Linked DNA regions of Mus musculus: region 2 is linked to region 1. The links are chromatin contacts, called in public promoter capture Hi-C maps. All regions are on one chromosome and are shown on one strand. Each heading gives the region's core, a stretch centred on a gene start, on an enhancer-like site or on the middle of the called end of the contact. The rest is flanking DNA. Distances are from core to core; before and after follow the strand shown. Region 1 overlaps Tmcc1 (transmembrane and coiled coil domains 1). Region 2 overlaps Tmcc1 (transmembrane and coiled coil domains 1).

Evidence for each region. Capture Hi-C pulls out chosen DNA fragments and counts their contacts.
Region 2: a promoter capture Hi-C map of liver shows a contact between it and region 1. The contact joins two enhancer-like sites. A contact is called at or near these places in 3 of 9 other capture datasets (adipose tissue, liver and pancreatic islet).

What each region holds. Positions count from the first base shown.
Region 1 is chr6:116,061,610-116,065,775 of GRCm38.p6, forward strand. All of the region lies in intron 3 of Tmcc1 (transmembrane and coiled coil domains 1), which reads right to left. Among named protein-coding and RNA genes, the nearest start is that of Plxnd1, 69 kb to the left of the region's middle. Within about 2 kb of position 2,147, at least 5 of the 459 cell types and tissues checked have an H3K27ac peak or open chromatin away from gene starts, as enhancers often do. A contact at or near this core is called in liver, where this site is marked.
Region 2 is chr6:116,179,036-116,183,201 of GRCm38.p6, forward strand. All of the region lies in intron 1 of Tmcc1 (transmembrane and coiled coil domains 1), which reads right to left. Among named protein-coding and RNA genes, the nearest start is that of Tmcc1, 12 kb to the right of the region's middle. Within about 2 kb of position 1,921, at least 17 of the 459 cell types and tissues checked have an H3K27ac peak or open chromatin away from gene starts, as enhancers often do. A contact at or near this core is called in liver, where this site is marked.

The DNA.
Region 1 (4,166 bases), core at 897-3,396:
ATGCAGTAACTTTATTGGCTTTCTAAGCTAAATAAGCACATAAATATCCCTAAAGTTACAATAAAATAAAGTCATGAATGTTTAAAACTTCAAACATTATAGACAGAGGGGAAAAAATCCATCTAATAGTTCAGAAGCATTTAAAGAATTCAAATCCACAGTCTGGGAGAGAAGTTCAGTGGCAGAATGTCACTTAACATGGGTGGTACCTGGAGTTTAAGCCCAAGTCTAAAACGATAGGAAAACAATACCAGCACACACACATTCATCTACTCGGGTAGAAATCAGAATATCAAGCCTGAGTACTGCATGTATTCTTATTTCTCCTGTTTTTTTTTAAATACTTTTTATTAGGTATTTTCCTCATTTACATTTCCAATGCTATCCCAAAAGTCCCCCATACCCTCCCACCCACTCCCCTACCCACCCACTCCCCCTTTTTGGCCCTGGCGTTCCCCTGTACTGGGGCATATAAAGTTTGCAAGTCCAATGGGCCTCTCTTTGCAGTGATGGCCAACTAGGCCATCTTTTGATACATATGCAGCTAGAGTCAAGAGCTCTGGGGTACTGGTTAGTTCATAATGTTGTTGCACCTATAGGGTTGGATACTTTCTCTAGCTCCTCCATTGGGGGCCCTGTGATCCATCCAATAGCTGACTATGAGCATCCGCTTATGTGTTTGCTAGGCCCCAGCATAGTCCCTTGGGTTTATTATCAGAACATTCTAAACTTAGATTACTGACCAAAACATTACAATTAATCTTACTTTTTTTTTGTTGTTGTTTGTTTTTCGAGACAGGGTTTCTCTGTATAGCCTTGGCTGTCCTGGAATTCACTCTGTAGACCAGGCTGGCCTTGAACTCAAAAATCCGTTTGCCTCTGCCTCCTAAGAGCTGGGATCAAAGGCGTGCGCCACCACGACCAGCTTTATTCTTACTATTGAGAGGACTAAAAACCTTGGGAATAAAGATTTCCATTCTCTGGGTAGCATATTGGGCTCCTCAGGAGTCACTGACAATGAGCCTTTAGTCAATGATGGCCCTTACTGAGGCAGGGTAAGTCTGGAGCTGGGTCAGTTCCCGAGACACCTAGCTGGAGGAGATAACAAGGCCAGGACTGAGCTGGCTTCCAAAATTCTTCAAGGCCTCACCAAATATAGAGAAACTAACAAACATAGCAACCAATCAAAATTGTACCAATGTCACTGCTTTGCCCCTACCAATCATATTAGAGGTTACCAAACCCTTCTGGAAAATTCCCCTAGCCTTGAATACAAGTTGTTGCCATCAACCATTTTGATGAATGGTTGACCCCTGCATACTGGTAATTTCTTCAGAATAAACACTCTTTGCCTTTGAATACCATTTGAGTCTGGGGTCTTCCTTCAGCAATTCTTGGACCCTAACACTATAGTACTTGTTTTTAATAAAATGAATGTCAGGGTGTTGGGCATGAGACATATCCTATGGTTTTAGCTGAAATGACCAGGATTGCTTCTGAGTTCAAGGCCAGCCAGGATGTCTCAAAACACAAACAAAATCTAGGCTGGTAGTACAGTTTATTTTACTTTATTTAATTTTAAAGAAGATTTATCTATCCATGTATTATATACATATGAATACTCTGTCTTCATGCACACCAGAAGAAGCAATCAGATTCCATTATAGATGGTTGTAAGACACCATAAGATTGTTGAAAATTGAACTCAGGACCTCTGGAAGAGAGAAGTCAACTGCTCTTAACCACTGAGTCATCTCTAGCCCAGCTTATAAGACGGAATCTTATAAATTATAGCATTTGTGAGGATGAGGCTGTAGGATTATTGTAAGTTTAAGACCAACATGGTTTACATAGGAAATAGACAGTGAGATATCATCTCAGAAACTCCTATAACCAGAGTATGGTGGTGCATGCCTTTAATACCAGCAGTTAGGAAGTTAAAGGCAGGTGAATCTCTCTGAGTTCAAGGCCAGCCTGGTCTAAACAGAGTTCCAGGACAGCCAGAGCATTGGAGTCAAGGGGCATTGGGATAAGACAAGGGACCAGTCAGCTGAGAATCTGCATCTCCCCCCAAGGACTCTTTTGTTCTCCCCTCAGAAGCTAGCTCAGCTCAAAGTCCAAAATTGTATTAACTTTCCGCTAGAATTCAGGGAGAGGGAGGTTTTTGTTTGAGTTCAGCAGCTCTCAATTACACAAAAGCTAACACCAGCCAGTAGGCAGGGAAACAGAAAAACTACAAAGCAAGGACCTGGAAATGGTCATATGAGCACCTCAACAGGGAAAGCATTTTCTTTTACTGTTAGAACCAATTACTTCAGAATGGAGAACGACAGAGTTGTTTCTTAGTAGCAGAGTTATAAGATTTCCAAAAAGGAATATTGTTACTGACCACTTCAGACTAGCTAAAAAGATACTTGAAAACTAATAAAGAGATGGGGCATGATGGCACTTGTTTAAGCCCAGCACTTAGGAAGTTGAGGCAGGTAGATCTCTGTGAGTTTGAGGTCAACTTGGTCTACATACTGAGTTCCAGGACAGCCTGGGTTATCTAGAGACCCCATCTCAACAACAGTGTATAGGGAGGCTCTGTGGGTAGAGGAACTCAATGACCTGAATTTGATGCCTAGAATCCATACATGTATCTGCACATACATGTATGTAGACACATGCAAGCATACCTAAAAATAAATGTAAACATGTGAAAGTACAGTATAGTAAGCATTTCAGACTACTTGCTAAGGTGCTGCCTATTTCAAAAGAACCACACATTATAATATCATTCACTGTTATCTGGTGTGCTGTTTCTATAACAAAATTTAAAAAACTGTGTGATTGATAGAGATACAAATTAATTTAGCTTACAGTTCTGGAAGCTGGATGCAGAAGTGTACAGCACTGGCACTTGGGTCAGGGCCTTCCTGATGCCCTAACACAGTACAGGGTATTGCATGGTGAGATGGGGCAAGCATGCTGACAGTGTTCTTTCTCCATGAAGCTGCTCAGGCCATTGTGAGGACACCACTAGAATTTTATCTTATCCTAATTACTTTTCAATGGCTCCTCCTCCAAATACCATTAACATTTGATGTGAGGAATCATGTTTTTTTTTTAAATTAATTTATTTATTATTATATGTAAGTACACTATAGCTGTCTTCAGACACACCAGAAGAGGGAGTCAGATCTTGTTACGGATGGTTGTGAGCCACCATGTGGTTGCTGGGATTTGAACTCTGGACCTTCGGAAGAGCAGTCGGGTGCTCTTACCCACTGAGCCATCTCACCAGCCCAGGAATCATGTTTTATCAGATGAACTCTTAGAGGGTACATTTTAATCTATGACAACCACCTAAACAAAGGGTGCTGCAGGGAATGATTTCCTAGCAGCAGACACCATAAATCCTGCATGGTGACACAGGGCCTTACATGAGGAAGTGCTGGGAAACTCCCAAGAAATCCTTCCTAGCAAATCAAGAGGTGTGTAGAAATTTACTTTGTAAGTAAGATGAAGAGTCTAATATTCTTAAGGTAATGAGACTAGAGGAAGTCTGCAGACCTAAAGCCCACAAGGCACAATTGTTTTCAAGGTTCTCAAAGGTCCAGGGCACTTTTACCTTTAGACAGATTAAAATGACATTCAATCTACTTAATTTTATGTGGAACTGTACATGGTATTACTACATTAGTGCTATTCAGAAATATAACTGGCTATTAAGATTGTGAGTTTGTGGTCAGCCTGGGCTTAATTTGGAGGAGGAAAAAAAAAAAACCTGTGTCTAAGTCTTTTACTTGTTGTTATTTTAAATGAAGATAATATACAATGCTACAAAAACATTATAAATGTTTTCCCTTTTCCTTCCCTTTTTTGGATGCACTAAGAATTGAACCTAGACCGTAAGCATCCAATGCAAGTGACATTTCACTGATTTGACAGTTTCAGTAGAGCAGCTTCTTCAGGAAGAAAAACAAACAAACAAACAAACAAGATTCTTGGGCTGAGGCTGTCTCTCCATGGTAGAGTACATGGTAGCATGTACAAGAATTCAGGTTCAAGATAAGAACAAGGGAAAGAGCAAATAACCATGGAACCCAGGCTGCCTTAATCTTCCAAATGAAGCTCTATCTTCCATGCTAAATAAAGGAACGCAGCACTTTCAAAAGCAGACA
Region 2 (4,166 bases), core at 671-3,170, 120 kb after region 1:
TGCTGTTCATCCTATGGTACTGGCATCTCCAGTACACTGGGGTCTTCTGCTGCAACTAGGCTTCACCAATAGCCTCTCAATAGGCTCTCTTTATGGTGCCAAGCCAAACTTCTTTGCATGACCCTTCAGTACTGGGCTGTCAACTGAAACTGAGGCTGCACCTTCACCTAGCCTCTCACAGTGCCAAGCCTCAGCTGTTCTCCATGACCCCTTCATACCTTCAAAACCAGTACCACCCGGGTGATTCTTACACATTACCAAGTCCAGCTGCAGCACAAGGTACAACCTTGGCTATCTCTGGAACACAGCTTCTTTGTGCTCTCAGAAAATTTCACCTCAGTGATACTGGTCTCTTATTAATCACCGCTAATTTCTTAGATCCAGCTAACCAATGTGAATTGTCAAGTAGTCCCTTTTATTTTTGACTCTAAAGCCAGAGTCACGTGGCTGAAGCTGCCGAATTCTGCTCCTTGCTGGAGGGAGCCCCCTTGTTTTATTATCAGCTTTCTGTTTTCCAACTCCTTCATTGCCTAAACTTGGCTGTCCTGGAACTTACTCTGTAGACTGACCTTAAACTCAGATCTCCATGGCTGTTTCCTGAATGCTGGGATTAAAGGGTGTGTACTCCTAGATTTAAGCTTTTCTTCACCAAGAACTTGCTCTGTCCTAGGCTGGTCTTGAACTCAGAGATCTGCTTGCCTTTATCTCCTGGGATTAAAGGTGTGTACCACCATGCCTGGGCCTAAACTTTTCATGGCCACTGTTCCTCAAGATCTGGATCAACAGCCTAAGTCTTCCAGCATCAAGATCTGGATCACAGGTGTGCCCTCCATTTCTGGATTGTATTTCATTCCAGATTAAAAGTCCAAACTAGTTCTTATTCATCTACAAATACAAACAATAAGCTTCAGTGGGTAGAATATTACCCTGAGATCAACACTACCTTTATCTCCTTGAACACAGGATTCAGCTCCATTTTACTTCCTGGTGTCCCTTTATTATTACCATATATTTCATACTTTTCCTTTCTAAGCTTGCTCCTTTTCATCAAAATGTTCTCTTCATAAGAGTTAATTTTAGTAAGCACACAACAGAATTTATACCAGGCTGTTTTGAGACTTTGTCAAAGTAACTAATCTAAATCTCTTCATTTTAGTCTCAGGCAGACCTTTGAACAATGGTAAAAAGGCAGCCATGTTCTTCATCCAAATATCACAAAAACAGTGTGTAGATGACATAATAACATTCTTTTCCATTGAAACTTCTTGGGACAGCAGGCCTACACAGTTCAAATTACCCTCAGCACTACCATCTTCCATATTCCTAATAGGATTTCCAAATCCAAAGTCCCAAAATCTACATTCTTCTAAACAAAGATATGGTTAGGCCTATCACAGCAATATCCCAGTCCCTGGTACCAACTTCTAAGTTAGGGTTTTACTGCTGTGAACAGACACCATGACCAAGGCAACTCTCTAATTAGGGTTGGCTTACAACCTCAGAGGTTCAGTCCTTTTTCATCAAGGCAGGAGCATGGCAGTATCCAGGCAGAGATGGTGTAGGAAGAGCTAAGAATTCTACAACTTGTTCTGAAGGCAAACAGGAAAAGCCTGGCTTCCAAGGAGCTAGGATGAGGATCTTAAAGCCCAAGCACACAATGACATACTTTCTCTAAGTCCACACCTCCTAATAGTGCCACTCCCTGGGCCAAGCATATTCAAACCATCCCAGTGCCCAAGATGATCAGAAAGAGGTCTCAGAACCCGTCAAGATGGATTTACAGGCAGCTATGTGTTGCCAATGTGAGTGCTGGGGACTAAACTCAAGTCCTTTGCAAAAGCAGCAAAGTCTCTAACAGCGGAGTTGAAGGGGGAGGTGCTGATTCCCTAACTGGTTCTTGATTGTGTCAATAAAGAAGGTAGGAGCCAATTGCTGGGCAAAGGTTAAAGGTTCGACTTCCAGGTCCCAAGAGGAAAAAGAGATTGGAGGAAAGGGAAGTGGCCTTTACAGCCAAGCTTTGGAAATGTAGCAGTCATGTAAGATCTTTGGGGAACAAGAACCAGCAGCCTCCACTACCATGGTTAACCAAGTAGGTCAGCTGAAGCTGGCTGATATAGGTTAGCTAATAAGTTTAGGAGATCTGCACCCAACAATTGTGCTATCTGGCAAATTCTAAGATAATAAAGCTGTCTGAATGTTTCTCTTCTGAGGAGCAAAGGTGGGGGGGGGGGGGAGAGAAAAGCCTAGCGGTAGCTGGTGGCTTGCTGGAAGGAATGAAAGAGAAGCTGAGGGAGCCAGTGGAGTGGACAGCACCTCCTGCTTTTCCTGGGTTGGGGGATGGTTGTGTTTGATCTTGGGCTAAGCTGGATGGAGCAAAGGGAACTGGGAAGGTCAGAGGGAGGCTGAGCTCCCAGGAAAGGAAGAATTGTGTTTTTAAAGTTACACACAACACTGAGTATCTCTACAGACCCTATTTTTTATCTTTAAAAAAAAAAAAAAAAAAAAAACTTGCCTCTTTGTTTAAAGTACTGTATTCTTCGAATGGTAATTGAAAATTTCAGTTTCTTTTGTCCCCAATTACTAAGGAACTAAAGTCAGTAAGACTTCCATTAGTTTCTCATCACTATCAATATTAGCACTGAAAAGAGAGACCACTGAGAAAAGAGATCAGAAAATCTTAGGAGCTGGGAGGGAGAGGAGCTATGGTATTTATAACCTATGTTCCTGTAGGACACCTTTCACAGCATCATCACAACACAGTCATTGGGCCTAAAGCAGAGACCCCAGGGCTTAGTATACTATTTGAGGCAAGTGGACAATGCCACCTGACAGAACTGGTAAGGTTGAAGCAGGTTCAAAATGCTAGTATATCTCATAGTTGAGGACAGCAGGCACTACAACCAGTTCCCAGCCAGGCTCTACCTATCCTGAAACATGTAACCATGATGCCCCACTAAGAGACCATGACAACTGATCACACAGCATAAAACCTAGAGTTCTCCATGCTACTGAGGTTATCTAGATAGGCTCTGAGTGTTTAGCCAATGAGCTTCCCTTCCTGGGCATCTCTTCCTGGTTCACCCTGAGTAAGATGTGTACATTTACCTCCACCATAAATAAAGCAGTTTGAACAAGCCAAGACCATCTCCTTCATCAAAGATAGCCACTGGAGCTGGGCGTGGTGGCGCATGCCTTTAATCCCAGCACTCGGGAGGCAGAGGCAGGCGGATTTCTGAGTTCGAGGCCAGCCTGATCTACAGAGTGAGTTCCAGGACAGCCAGAGCTACACAGAGAAACCCTGTCTCGAAAAACCAAAAAAAAAAAAAAAAAAAAAAAAAAGACAGCCACTGGAGGTGCAGCTTCATGAAGAGGCATACCTAAATCTTCTGGGGAAGGCCTCTTTTCCAGCCCCTTTATACTTTCAGCACTCATTTGGAACTGCCTGGTGCACAGAAGTGCGGGCCTGCAGAACCCCTGTTCCTAGAGCAGTGTCTGTGTCACAAGAAGCTGGAAACTACTATTCTCAAATCCTCACAGTTCCCAGTGGTGTCTGGAATAAAGCACAGGAGATTGGGAACCACAACATCCATCCCAGATCTTGCTGTTTCTCACCCTGAGGAACTTGGACTGGGACTGAGCACCATATTGGCAACATTCCAGCAACCCATCAGCTAGGCAGAAATGTAGATTGACATACAATTACTGGGAGAAAGCTCTTTCCCACAGTGGGATGACTGCAATCTCTGCAGAAGCTTCTGCCCACTATCTGTTCTCTGGAGAGGACTACACCCTCTTGTTTGAAATATATTTAGTTAGGTTTTCTAATTCCTCAAACGTTCATTGGATACATTACCCAGAGCTCTTGCCATTCTGTCTTGTGCAGGGACCATGGTCAAACCATCTCTTTATCTAGTTCCATGCATCTGTAAATGTTCATCACATTTGCCCTTTTCACAGCAGTATCATACAATTCACCTTAAGTTTTGTAGCTTTGAAAATTAAAAAAAGACCTATTTGAGCAATAATTCTCAAGCCTGAAGACCTGATAATCACATGATAGAGGACAGGATCTAACTCACAAATTGTCCTCTGAACCTCCACATGTATGTACACTGAGGCACATGCATACCCCATACATACAGACATACACAATAAATAAATGTAAT